2 separate regions of the Gossypium hirsutum genome follow, and region 2 is linked to region 1. The links are chromatin contacts, called in public Hi-C maps. All regions are on one chromosome and are shown on one strand. Each heading gives the region's core, a stretch centred on a gene start, on an enhancer-like site or on the middle of the called end of the contact. The rest is flanking DNA. Distances are from core to core; before and after follow the strand shown.

Region 1 (4,398 bases), core at 523-3,022:
TTATTGCATAATACATAATTTTTTTTAAAAAAGCAACACATCATAACCCATTATTACCTCGTCACCCAAAACCCAAAAATTAAAATAAAAAGTTCCCCAAATCCCGTCAAGCCCCAACCCCTTTCCTTTTTTTAAAAAAATATAGCTGAAACTTTTTATTAGAGAAAATAAACCTTAAAAACAATTACAAAGCAATACAATCTAGCCTAAGCTAACCTACCAGCTAACAACTAATCTCACCAACTAACTCTAACTAACTGCTCCATAGCAGACTAAGCTACTATATAAACCATAATATTTGTGATTAGGGCAAAAGAAATTGCTATGTGTGTTTTATAGGTTTTTTAAATGCAAAGCTTCAGTGTTAATATTTGTTATAATTTTTTGCTAAAAATAGTTTAGGGTTAGATAAATTGCATTCTTTTAATAACATTCTTAATATAATTATTTTTATATTAAAATATTTTATTTTAAATTATATTTTGAAATAAAATATTTTATATTGAGTTAATTTAATATTAAATTATATTCAAATATTTTATTTTTATATTTTCTGAATCCAAATTTTAAAAGACTAATCTGGAAACCAATTTTGTTTTGTTATTTAAGGTTGGATACCAAAGAATAACTATTACGGGAAGTCAAGAAATAGAGAAGTAATGAACATTCTATTAATGAGTATTACGTTCAATCAAATAAATGAATAATTCGCTACAGGAAATTAAGGTTTTAGCGGCGTTTTTAGTGGCGTTTGGACGGAAAACTCCTCAAATATTATACATTAGTGGCGCTAACGGAAAAACGCTGTAATAGGTAAAGTAGTAGCAGCGTTTATGAGAAAAACGCCGCAAAAAGGTCAAGCAGTAGTGGCGTTTATGAGAAAAACGCCACAAAAGGTTAAGCAGTAGCGGCGTTTATGAGAAAAACACTGCAAAAAGTCAAAGAAAAAATCATTTTATTTTAAACAAACGACGCCACTTTGCTCCCTGTATTCTCACCTTTCATCCAAGTGGCCATTATGTATTCTTTTCAACAACTCATGGACTCTTTCATCCTCTTCTATTTATTATTTAACTAGTTTCTTGATATTAATTAAAATACAATTTATTTTTAATTTAATATTTAAAATCTTCAAAAAAAATTTAATGACACGTAGAAAAAATTTGAAAGTAAAAACATAGAAAAATATATGTTAAAAATGAAAAAAATTAAAATACTTATTTAAAATAATTTTTTAAAAATTTTTAGGTATATGACTTGTTTTTTAATTTATATATTAATTAATTTCTTATATAATTTTAAAAGAGATAATATTAATTTTAATATATTAAAATTATCATTATAATTTAAATTATTTAAGAGATAATAGATAAACTTTATATATATTAAAATTAAAAAAATTGCTAACCCATACATCTCTAGAGAAACAAAATTAATTAGTAAATTGAAAAAGTAATTTAAATTTCCTAAAATATTGAAAGAATATATAATTACAAAAGAGAAAAAAAAATTTAAAAGCTTTTTAGTATTTTTTTTCATATTTTAAATTTTTTTAGTTTTTATTTTTATTTTCTTACATAAAAAAATTATATAAAAATTTCAAATGATATAATAATTTAATATAAAAATTAAAAAAAGTCAAATATTAGCGACTTTTGTGAGAAAATCATACTACTTTGCTCTTTTCTTTTTCCCCTAAACTATAACCCTAAACCCTTATTTTATCCCTAAACACTGAAATCCCTTAGGGGACGTTTGGTTGGGGGAATAGGCATGCATTCCCCACTATGCAGCGGGCCCACAACCAAACGGGTGTTTGGTTCGCTATAATCACATTACAGCCCGAATCGGTTACTGGCCTATTACCCTTATTGCGCGTAATAGCTATTACGCCCCCTCAGCGCAGATTAGGGATTCTGCTTGCTTTTCATCTTTTCTTTTCTATTTTTTGCCTTCATCAAGCTTCCGAGTCTCCCACATTTCCCTTCCAGGTAATATCTTTTCCCTTTCATCGGTTCTGCCATCGGTTTTGATCGTTCATTTCTTTTACTTTCTTCATTTTATTTCTTCATGGATTATCTCTGTTTATTTCTCTTTTTCCACCCCTTGATCTACTTGTATATTTGAAAATGAAATTAAAAAAAGTGGTAATGTGCAGGGAAAGGGAACAGGGAGTTTTGGTAAAAGAAGGAACAAGACCCACACTCTCTGCGTTAGGTGTGGCCGCCGTAGCTTCCATCTCCAGAAGAGCCGTTGCTCTGCCTGTGCTTTCCCTGCTGCTCGTAAGAGGACATGTAAGTGCCTCGTCCGCTTTTTCTTTGTTATCAAGATCATTTATTGTGTTTTTCGTTTTTGTTGTTAACTTTGTTCCTAAGTCTAATTTGCAACTAGATTTCTCGGATTGACTAGTGGGGTTTCTTTCTTTATGTGCTTATATATCAAAGCTAATATCTTTGACACGAATATCTATTTGGGTTTCACTTTGAATGCGTTTATTCAGATAAGAATTCAATTTCCTGAATATGGTGGGAAAAATGGTGTGATTAAAATTTTAAGATGTTTCTATATAAAACTATGGACTTGTAGTTCGAATCAATGTGTTTTCTTCCTGAACCATAGATTTGTTAGTTGTAATGTTACATGAAATGTGCTTATACCAGTAGTAATACTTCAAGTACTTTGAATGAACATGCGTTTTGATGTGTTTATATGATACGATTGGATTGTAATTTGGTGTTAGTCCTTAAATCTAAGGGGAATTGCTTTATTGTGGGATTCAGATAACTGGAGTGTGAAGGCAATCAGAAGAAAGACCACTGGAACCGGTAAAATGAGGTATTTGCGCCATGTCCCTCGCAGGTTCAAGACTGGTTTTAGAGAAGGTAATGAGTTGCTAATTCTTTTTGCTGACGGGTTTATAATTAAGCTTCTTTTCATTATGTTTTGTTCAAAGCATATCTTTGGAGTTTGTTTCTATTTTCAATTCCGGTGTTGGATCATGATCTAGGTACTGAAGCAGCACCGAGGAAGAAGGTTGTAGCAGCTTCTGCTTGAGGTATTACAAGGTTGTTTTGGATGAAGCCTTCTCTTTTTAGGAAAACTTTTACGAGAACATTACTCTCGAGGGGTGTCATTACATTGAATGCTTTAGTTGTTTTTAGTTTATGATTATGGAGTTGCATTAAATTTTGAACAAGGATGAATGCTTTGTATTGAAAACTGATGCTGGAAATGTGGTATGCAATTAACCATTTAGAAATTAGACCTTTTCCACATGTAAATCTTTCCATAATATGCTATTTGAATAGATCTGCAAATTGCGCGAGGGTTTGGGCATAGCAACCAATAATGCTGCTGAATATCGTGCCATAATTTTAAGGTTGAAACATGTTGCCTATTCAAAGTGATTTTAGCAAACAAGTTGCCTATTCTAAAGCTTTTCCGTTTACATTGGTTGTCTTAGGTTACAGGCTTGATGGCTTCTTCGTTCTCTATGACTTTCAAATGGTTGCTTTTTGCAAAATGTTGATTGGAGAGAAAGGTTGGCTCTGCAATCTATCAAAAACCTTTTCACTAAGGAGGTAAATGCATCTTGTAGAATATTCTGTACAAGCTAATCATGTTTCTTGCTCTAACAAGTGTTGGATTTTAACTGTCAATTATATGATGCCACACTTGATCAATTTTAGGTTGTTGATGTTGTAACTACAAGCACGACTGATTTGGGGCCACTAAATCTTGATTCCTTTAGAAAAGGCAATTTGTCTGCGTCATGGAAAGTTGTTGGGGTAGAGACTTCGGTTCAGGATAATGCTATTTCAAAGGTTTGAATAATAAACCAGTCGCTTGTATTGGCACTTTCCCATTTTTCTCAATCCTTTTGTTGGAACTATTTTTTTTATTTTAGTTTCTGATTGACTGATATTTGCTGGATCCTCACATGTTCAAAGTCAAACCAAAAGGCTACAGACTTGAAACAAGAAACATCTCAGGATAAAGAGGAAAAGTTTCTAGATGGTAATTTATTTATCTGTTAGATGTATGCATAATGCTCTTTGTAAAATTTCACTCATGTTGCCTGTTCCATGCAGATGATCATTCACATGATACACCTGCTAAAATACTTCGAAGGGTAATTACCTTCTTTTGATGCACCGTTTGCTTTAGTGTCATATAGAATTTTATAATAAATGGGCATTTTATTTACCTTGCAGCAACTTAGAGATAATAGACGTGAGAAGCGGGCCACTGAATTGGTGAAACAAGATGAGAAAGTTACCGTGAAACTTGAAAATGCAGCCATTGAACAATCCAAAGCTGTAGACTCTGCTGTTTTGGGCAAATACAATCTATTTTGTACTTTATATAATTGCTTTTTGATTTATTGTCTTGCATGAA
Region 2 (4,398 bases), core at 605-3,104, 180 kb after region 1:
AGGAGAGAGTGGAAAAGTGGAAAGAAATAAATTTTGAGTATGCTTAGTTGGGATGAAAAGTGAGAGGAAAAAAAGATAGGAGGGATATCGTTTTTCACTCTAATACATACAAAATTAATCCTTCCAGAATGGAATGATAAAAGGAGAGAAAATGAGAGATAAATGTATATTAATTCAAAATTATTTGAGTTATTTAAACAAAGCGTTAAGGGTAAATTATAAGGGCAAATCATATACGAAGGTTTACCTGCATGAACGTAGAGCTCCAGTCAAAGCTTGCAACCATATGATACCATATAAAGCTCCCCTTAGTCTTTGGTGATGATTGTTGAAGGAGTTATTGAAGTTTTTGATGGACATGATTGCTCCCACTGTAACTAGAAGTACAAAAAGTATTTGCTCAACATAAATTTTACTCTCATCCTTAATATTTAACAATCTATGTAATTGTAAATCTCAAAATTATAACAAATTTGATCTGTGATTATATCAATAATCATTAAATATTTATGCATCTGATTTAAATCATAATGTGAAGTTATATTAATTTTATGATTTCAGTTATTTCCTATCGTCTGTATTTATTGTAATGCTACCAAATGACTATGATCCATAATAAAAAATTACCTGATAATAAAATAAAAATTTATAAAAATTACCCTAATATATTAAATCCTACGTAAATCTTCTTAGGAACCCTTTAAAGTTTAAACCATACTTGTTAAAGCCACGTTATCAAATAGCATTTCTACACGTTTAAGATATGTTTACTTTTCAAAACGAAAAAAGGAGAGGATTATTTGCAAATGAAGAACACGTCAAGGATGCACTTTCCAATGATGAGGCTCCCTATCGTCCCTTTTTTTCCGCTTAAAATATAATAATAAATTTTTGTGAAGATAACACATTCTCTATATTATTAATATTGTTAATATAAAACATAATAATTTAATAACTCATTCAACAATAAAATTGGAAGTCGGTTGAGTCTTAGCTTAAATGGTATCGACGTAATTATTAGTGTAGATAAGCGTTAATTTGAGTACGCTGAAACGCATTATCTTCCTATTTAAGAGTTGAAAAAGACTATGAACAATTTTAAACATTGTAACAATTTTATTTTTATTTTTGCAAGTTATCTTGATGTGATGTTACGATTAAGTGGGGAAGAATCAGATTTTATATTTTATGTTGTCTAATTATTACATAATAAGAATATTTATGTAAGTAGTAACGAGAATTTTTACAATAAGAATGACAAGAATTAAATTATTTTTAACTTTTACATTAAAATGAATAAATTTAAATCTTATATTTAAAATTTAGATAACCTCTTAAGTTAGACTCAATTTTTTGAAAGAAAAAAAAATAAATTTAACAGCATAATAGAAAATAAAAGATTAAGGTTACCAAAATTAAGCAATTTGAATATTCAGTATTTATTTTTTTCTTTAAAAAATTATATAAAAAAATATTTTTATGGCAAAATTCAAATTGCTTAATCATGTAACCTAACACTTACTTTTTTATGTTGTTCTTCTAAAGTAAGAAATTATTTAAATATTTTTATCAAAATCATTTTAATTTAAAGGAGAAAATCATTTTAATTTTTATAATATACTTCTCATCAATTATATATTTTAATTTTTATACACGTATAATTTAGAAAAAAAATGTGATAGAATAATTTAAATAATTAAAAAAAACCAAATAAGGAATTGGAAGATATTTGAAAACTATTTGATTGACAAAATAAATAAAAAAGAATCTTCATGTTAATTTGACAGGCTGCTCATGGTGGTGGCCTACTTGTCATTTGTCCTCGTTTATTTATGGATTCATATAAGAAATATCAAACCTTGATTAGTGCTGAAGTGTTTCATTTCTTTCTCAGAGCACTCTTATCCTTTTGGCCTTTTGCTTCTCTGCATGTTTTTGTCCTAACATTGGATAATAAAGAGAAAAAAAAAAATGGTGCCCAACAGCCTCCTTCGATCAACTCTCAAAACCCAGGTTCTAAATTCTTCAATGATCTCCTACATCTTTTTTTCTTTTTCTACCGGTTGATCGACCCTTTTCTTCAGAGAAAAAAACCCAGACTTCATGTTTTTCTCTTACATGTTCGGTTTCATGACAAGAGAACCCATTTTTTTTCATTTCTTCTGATTTTTGTCAAAAAACTTATAAACTCCCAACTTTTTGGCTGAGTTAGAAAGAAGAAGCTTTTATTAATTTATTTTTTTCCTTACTTTATGTCGTTGTCATTATTTGTCTGACTTTTATACGGTTTCCAGATTCTATGAATCACATGATGCTGTAGAGAGATACTGAATATCATCTTTTAATACTTTCTGGGAATTTAATATTACAATAATTTTCTTGTTTGTTGTTTTGGATCAACTTTTAATTATCTGTTAGCGATATATGTTGAAAGGTTATATGATCAGATTTATTCAGGAATGGAATATTCAATGTTGAGAATTGCTACTGAATCTACTACCTTCATTGACTATAATTTTAGGTTCTGTTTGGCTTATGAGAAACCACTGATCTGCATAAGTATTATTTATGGTTAACATAGCCATTTTGTACACTAATCCCGTATTTCTGGATCAGTTATTACCTTCATGTATTTTTTGTGAATCTATTAATGTGAAACCTTTTCCTTTGAATGATCACAATACAGCATTGAATAAGAAAACAAGTTGTAATAGAAATAGAATTTAAGAAGAATTGGATGATATCTGAACTTTCCATTTAGTTACTTATCCTTTATACTGAAAAGAAGATAAAAGTAGGAATTGGGGGATTTGAACTTGGGATATCATTTTTGGACAGGAACTATTCACAGAGTGAGGGGTTAGGCCTGATTTGGGTCATTTAACATATAAACACATGCAAAAGCTAGAGGAGCAACATCCACTTGATTTTTCTTCTTCCTTTTGGTTTTTGTATTCATTTCTCAAACATCATATTGATTTTATTTCTCTCTTATTTACAGCTTGGTTCATATATAAAAAATGCTGCTGCGTACAGAAGTTCTATGGACCACCCACTTAAGGGTGCATTACTGGCAAGATTATATAGTACTGAGCCATCTTTGCAGAGAGATGATTCAGATTTAAAGGATGGCAATGGGTATGTGAATTTATGTATCAGTAACTTGGTATTTAAACCTTTGTTCATGTCTGTCCCACCTCATATAGGTTTGTCCCTCACTTGTTCATGCATTTGCTCTTATCATGGGTACCTTATTTTGTGCTTGTAGAAAACAATATCTGAAGACATAACTTGATGAATATTTTTTAAGATATATGTTAATGTCTTATGGTTTATATTTGAAGATGCTTGTTATATTGATGCATGTGGGGTGTATAAAAATGTAAGTCCTTCATCTCAGGTTTAAGGGGCATGATATGCTGGCTCCATTCACAGCTGGGTGGCAGACCACTGACTTACATCCCCTGGTTATTGAAAAGTCTGAGGTATGAGTCTAAGTTGTTTTTCTTTTACTTATTTAAAATTGTTGCTTAGGTGAATGAACTCACCTCAACAAATGCTGTTTCATCTTTTCTAAAGCTCCTCTTTGCTCCTGCTGTGATAGGGAAGCTATGTTTATGATGCCAATGGGAAAAAGTATCTGGATTCTCTCGCTGGTCTATGGTGTACAGCATTAGGTATTGATGTCTTGTAATTTTAGAACCATCTCTTGGCTCATTCAATATTCTTAACCATTGCCCCTTTTTTTTATCTTTCTCATCTTGACTTGTATTGAAGATTGTGATTCACTAATGATAATAACTCGAATTTAATGGCTGCGACTAACATCAATTATAGTGCTAGTAATGCAGTTGCACTTAGTCTTTACTATAATCTGTGATGACCGTTTAGGAATATAGTATATTATATGTGCCTGCACGATAAATGTATGTATTCACTTTGCACCTTTTAGAACATTCTGTATCTGGATCAAGCATTCTTTATTATTCTTGCATGTCAAAACATTTGCAAATGTACCATAAAATTGAGTTAAGAGCTTTTAACTTCTCAATGGTGTTCCCATTCTAGGATAACTGTTAAATCAGTTCTATGCCTTTTCTAAATGTGCACTGCATCTTCATGTTTACCTTATGCATTTTTAAGCAACAGAAGGAAATGAACCTAATGCTATGATGTTAGGGCAGAAGAATTCTTATGTTTACTAAATTCTTGCAGGAGGAAATGAGCCTCGACTTGTGGAAGCTGCAACTGCTCAATTAAACAAGTTGCCATTTTACCATTCTTTTTGGAATCGTACGACAAAACCTTCACTGGTATTCATCGATGTTCTTCATCCCATGGTTTCATCCATCTAGTGCATTAGTTTTGAACCATTCTTTCTTATTAGGTTATGTTGTG

What was found. A called contact is a pair of places that touch in the nucleus more often than the background predicts.
Region 2: a contact with region 1 is called in a Hi-C map of leaf, with 2.1 times the contacts expected there. The contact joins the promoter of LOC107912667 here to the promoter of LOC107912657 in region 1. A contact is called at or near these places in 2 of 34 Hi-C or Micro-C datasets (both in leaf).

Annotation. Positions count from the first base shown.
Region 1 is chrD11:17,223,161-17,227,558 of Gossypium_hirsutum_v2.1, forward strand. It overlaps LOC107912657 (60S ribosomal protein L37-3), which reads left to right and starts at 1,773. Exons shown (of 9, transcript XM_016840941.2): 1 at 1,773-1,991; 2 at 2,159-2,294; 3 at 2,781-2,882; 4 at 3,008-3,055; 5 at 3,464-3,581; 6 at 3,690-3,824; 7 at 3,951-4,017; 8 at 4,092-4,132; 9 at 4,215-4,398. The coding sequence starts at 1,788. The coding sequence ends at 3,054.
Region 2 is chrD11:17,398,738-17,403,135 of Gossypium_hirsutum_v2.1, forward strand. LOC107912667 (gamma aminobutyrate transaminase 3, chloroplastic) reads left to right here and starts at 1,855. Exons shown (of 19, transcript XM_016840959.1): 1 at 1,855-2,013; 2 at 3,002-3,138; 3 at 3,401-3,485; 4 at 3,605-3,677; 5 at 4,216-4,313. The coding sequence starts at 1,972.